Linked DNA regions of Arachis hypogaea: region 1 is linked to region 2. Evidence: chromatin contacts called from public Hi-C data. All regions are on one chromosome and are shown on one strand. Each heading gives the region's core, a stretch centred on a gene start, on an enhancer-like site or on the middle of the called end of the contact. The rest is flanking DNA. Distances are from core to core; before and after follow the strand shown. Region 1 holds the start of LOC112710687 (probable receptor-like protein kinase At5g18500). Region 2 has its middle 12 kb from the start of LOC112710685.

Evidence for each region. A called contact is a pair of places that touch in the nucleus more often than the background predicts.
Region 1: a Hi-C map of an unstated tissue shows a contact between it and region 2, with 4 times the contacts expected there. The contact joins the promoter of LOC112710687 here to the enhancer-like site in region 2. A contact is called at or near these places in 5 of 8 Hi-C or Micro-C datasets (leaf and an unstated tissue).

The regions. Positions count from the first base shown.
Region 1 is chr9:21,987,971-21,990,670 of arahy.Tifrunner.gnm2.J5K5, forward strand. It overlaps LOC112710687 (probable receptor-like protein kinase At5g18500), which reads left to right and starts at 1,305. Exons shown (of 8, transcript XM_025763033.3): 1 at 1,305-1,979; 2 at 2,305-2,700. The coding sequence starts at 2,327.
Region 2 is chr9:21,845,302-21,848,001 of arahy.Tifrunner.gnm2.J5K5, forward strand. It overlaps the pseudogene LOC112710684. Among protein-coding and RNA genes, the nearest start is that of LOC112710685, 12 kb to the right of the region's middle. Within about 2 kb of position 1,295, at least 2 of the 3 cell types and tissues checked have open chromatin away from gene starts, as enhancers often do.

The DNA.
Region 1 (2,700 bases), core at 55-2,554, 140 kb after region 2:
TCGTCATCTAGCGATTAATCGTATTCCCTTCAGATCTGATCTAAGGTCCAATCCTACATCCTCTCCCGCTGCGACAACTTCGAGTCACTCTTTTTTCTCGCCAATAGCGCCATTTTTCAGTCCCAACTTTTCTCCGACAACCACGTCGGAGTCCTCAAGCTCATCTCCGACTAGATGGTTGATGCCGAGGTGCGCGAGGTTGTGGCAGAGATTAGGAGAAGAAGGAGCTGTTAAAGGTTTGTGAGGATAGTTCTTGTGGCGAATGAGATGTTGGAGAGTGTTAGGGAAGTATTGAAGAATGGACGGTTTGGCTTCACTGCTAAAAGGTTGAAGGAGTTGAAGATGGCACTTAACATAATAGAAAATGTTTAGCTCTAATTAATTTAATCTTACATATTCTTAATTTTTTGATATAAACCCACATATATTTCTGATATAACAATAATAACCATCAAGAAAATAATATTTTTCAAACAACTCACTAACACAAAAGCTGCAAAAAGATATTAAATAACCAATTACATCAAACTACATTTAGGATAATCTTCACCATTGAACTAAAAAAAAATATAAAAGATCTAATGGCTTTCTATTGAAAACGCTCACCAATAAGCCAAATAAGTTTTTGGCGTTTCGGTGTCCAAAAGAGGACGGTATACCGAATCCGTGCCCCTCCTTTTTATCGACATCTTACTTTGAAGAGCTGATGTCTTTTAGTTTGTTTTTCCTTAGACTTTAAGCTCATTGTTAATAATAATAATAAAAAAAGCTCACTACTCTATTTAAGCAAATATTGAGAATTCAAATCATACCTTGTAATTTATTAACTTAAATAAAATTCAAACTCTCGACGAATTAATTTTTGTTCTGTCAAGTTTGGAAATATCATGGAAAATTAATAATAATAATAATAATAATAATAATAATAATAATAATAATAATAATAATAATAATAATAATAAATAAGTAAATAAATAAATAAATAATGCCTTATTACAATTTTCTTTAAATAATTCTCACGCATTATTATTCCTATTTTAGAAGTGAATGATGATATATTAATTAACGTGCAAGTATAATATAAACAGAAAAAATCACAAAAACAAAACTAACGAAATTTTAAGCAAGACATGTTCAAAAACCTAATTATCAATTTTATTATTATTTTTTTAAGTTAAAAATTTATAAGTCCAACTCAAAAAAAAAAAAAAAAGCACTGAAGCACTCTAAAACAAAAGTGCGTTGGATAAGAATGACGGGGCAATATTCGGCGTATAATAATGTGCAATAAATTTTAATTTGTTGGGTTCGAGTAATGAGTAACGTAAGGACCCTGTTCCGAACTTATGACTTATGAGGCACTCGTTAAGGTATCGGACAACAAGAGTGTAACTAATATTACAAAGCTAACCATCAATCAAATCCAAAAATAAATAAAAAGGGTGCAAAAAAATAAATAATTGGCAATAATCATCAGTCATGTTCCTGACAGACAGCTGAGGAATATCCCAATAGCAACTAGCAGATGCAGATGCAGAGTTTGCAAACCATTTCTTCATTTCTTTGCAAGTTTTGCATTTGCATGATTCTCTCTTTCTTTCTTTAACTGCATTGGAGAAAATTTTGAGAAAATTCCAATGCATCTATTGTATTTGCTTAAGCTCAAAACCTACCACTGACTTCTTCTACTTCACATCCCTTTTCTTCTACTTCTTCTCAATTCTCATCCACCACCGCTGAAAGTTCAGATTTACACTCACATTTGCCATACCCAGGAAGCATTCGCTGTTTTCCATATAAAAAGTTTACTTTTTTGAGAACTGGGTAGATTTGGGTTCTTTGTTGTGTGTTACCCATAGTCAAAGATCTGAGATTTTTGGGTTTGGTCTCTTTGTGTAAAAGGGGTGACTCATGTTAAGGGGTTTCAGAGATCTGAGATTTGTGGTTTTGACCTTGTGAATCTGAGTCCGTACAGATAGGTAAGAGTTAGAAAGACTATGTTTGAATGCTTGTATTACTTAGAATGTTTATGCTTATGTAATAATATCTAGTAACACAAGTTGGTTTATGATGTAAGTGCTGAATATTCTGTTTCCTTTTTTAGCCTAATTGTGTTGTTGTAACGCATTATGATGCTTGCTCACATTGCTTTTTAGTTAAATGGTATCCATCAATTAAGATTCCAGGGGTCTGATATATGCATGATGTTACCTATTACTAAACGAAAAAAATTGAAAGCTGATGCGATTTGTTTAATGTTTCTTTCTTATCCAAATTTTGTTTGTTTTGTTACATATATTGTAGGCATCAAGGCTTTTTCTAAGACATGGGTTCTGATCTGAAAGTTGAATTGTCCAAGAAAACTCCAATTTTTGGTATTAAGGTTTGGGAAGTAATTGGAATTGCGGTTGGATTATTCATTATAGTGATCCTTTGTGTGCTCTCATTTTGCCTTAGTTCAAGGAAGAAGTCTAAAAAGGATAGAGATAACAAGGTTCCTGTTAGTCAAATACCTACAGTGTCGAAGGAAATCAAGGAGGTGAGGGTTGAGCAAGTGCCGGCGAATGGATTTGTCCCGCGAGATGGAATACTCCTCACAATTCATGATAAGTCCAGTGACAGAGAATCAGACAAAGTTATGGTTCACTTGGGTGTGGGGAAAATGAAGCATGGGGATAGTGGCAGCCACTCAGATTCATT
Region 2 (2,700 bases), core at 45-2,544:
ACTTTGTTAGTTAGAACTGAATGAACTGATCTAAGAGAAGATACCAGTGAAGGTATCTGATTCTTGGTGAAGCACTCACTTCCACAAGAAAAACTGATACTTTTGATGTTTTGTTTTGGAAGTAAGTTCAGTACGTGGGAATTTAGCCATGGAACTAGTGAACAGGGTTTTGAAGTGATGAAGTTTTGAGTTAGGCTTTTATTGAGGTAGAAATCAATCGAGAAATCGGAGATTGTTGGAGAGTTCAAGATCCTATGATCTGTGACTAAGATTCGATTACGCGATTGCAGCACGTTGATTGAAAATCCCACTAAATCTCCTGCACAAACAAAATAGAAGGGTGAAACAAGAAGATCAAGAATATGAAGAACATCAATTCTCACCACAAAAATAAAGATAAACAAGTTGAATAGAATCATTACTACCACTTTTTTTCTTTCAGAATTCAACTCTACTTACCAGAACACAATGAGGTAATGAAAAATGAGAGAAACAAGAAGCACAGAGAAGTTTCCTTAGCCATTAGGAGAGTGTGTTGAAATTTCAGTGTAATTCATGCAGAGGAAGTGCTTTAAAGACATAGCAAAGCATAGAAAGAATAAAAGCCGAGAGAGGCGGGGGAGTGTTGAAGATAAAGGTGAGAGGATAGTGGGAAAAAAAGTGTCAAAAAAGAGAGAGTCCGAGTTGTAATGATAAAAAGAAAAAAGATGTGTTTGATTTTGCTTTATGACTAAGGATTGGGTTGGAAAGGATAAAAAATCTAATGTTAATTGTTATTGTGTATGATAGACAGTATAGAGAATCAACCATGCTTTTTTGCTTTTTGGGTTCTATATCTTTGCCAAAGGTCCCTTTGATTCATGTGCATGGCAAAATAATGGGACGCTCATTACACATGGCCTCAAGTTTGATTGCACATGTATTTATGTGGTGTTGTTGCTTTAGTAAGCAGAGAAATTAAAAGGGGTTTTGAGAAGGAGAAATTACCGATGAATGGCCGTCTCATGCACACCTTTTTTTTATTATTGTTATTATTATAAATATGTTCCTTCTTTTTTCTTTGTTTTCTCTAGGTCTTCTTATTCTTCTACTTGGAATGTGACTTAGAGAGTGAGTGTGGAGGTTTTCTTTGTATTTTTTCATTGCAATGTTATGGGTAAATTGAGAAAGGGTCTATTAAGCTGAGTAGGACAAAAAAGTATATTTTGGTTCAGTTTGTGCTCCTATAGCAATGAGGTAAGCTGATACCTGACTCTTTTCCTTTCTTTTTTAATACTTAATTTAATTACGCAAAGATGAGGAGGCTTTATAAACGTAAAATATTTAGATATAGACAACATGGGTGAGACAAGTCACATGGAAAACAGTAGTCTTATTCGGCAGGGCATTCTTTCCCTTTTCAAATTTCAACTCAATCAAAATTCAAAAGTAATATCCGACTTGGTTTCCAGCCGAAAGCATGTTTGAATTAGTATAGGGAGAAACAGTTAACTGTGTATGTGGCACTGTGGCTGCACAGTCACAACTGATAAGGCTGATGCATTGTATATGCAAAAAGGATTACTTCTTAATTCTAATAACTTGATTTATTTTTCAGTTAAAAATTCTTAAGTGCAACTAAGTTCACATGCTTGATGCTTTTGTGCATATATTCTTCAGATTATTTTTCATTTTGGTCTGATGTAGAATGTTCTTCTTCTCTATTTTCTATTTTTTTTTTCATTTTTTGGGTTTTTTTGGTCAGCCCAATCCTAGGTACCACAGATTTTCTTTGGGTTATAAAGGGATAGAGCTACCGCATTGAAGTCTTATATTGGTTCAGATCCGTTTGTATTGAATTGCTATTTTGTTGGCCTTATATAAGTTCAATTTCGACATAAAAAGGCGTTGCGAAAAATGACAAAAAAAAAGCATTAAAAGCAAATTTGAGAATAATTTTTTTTCTTTTAAACAGTCTTGCTCTCTTAGTTAGGGGTGTTTGTTAGAGTATCAACTAAGTTAGTGAATGTATTTTCTATTCTATTATGATTAGTTAGAGGGTAGAGGAGTCTTTCTAACATAATTAGGGCTGACTTTTGCATATATATAACTTTACTCTTTAGAAAACAGAGTGTGATATCATTTTCTAATATTCAATTTATCAAGTTCACTTTCTTCTCTTTTTTTTGGACTATTTATCTACACTATCTTGTTATGCTACCTATTCAATCTTGCTACTCAATATTTTATTATGGTATCAAGAGCTTATATTCTTAATTTTTTTTCGTTTCATCATGGAAATCGAACTCAATGATTCAACCACCAAAAAATCCCTCACTGTTATAGCTGATATTTGAATGAAGACAACTATTTAACTTGGAGGTATCTCAGATTACTCACCATCCAAAGTCTCGATTTGGAAGATCACTTAAACCCAGCGAAGATTCCTCCTCAATTTGTTACAGATGTGGCAAAGAAAATCGCTACCGAATGGGAGGACTTTAAGAAATGGCATTTTCCAGACCTAACCGTCACTACTTAGATCGTGGCATCTATGACCACTAACTTCAAAAGTAAGGTCATACATCTCACCAGATTTCATCTGTTTTGGAAAAAGATTGATGATTACTTCACTGCTGCATCCTCAGCACGCATTCAGAGCCTCAAATCGCAGCTCAAGTCAATAAAGAAGACGGGCACCGTATCTGATTATCTTGCTCA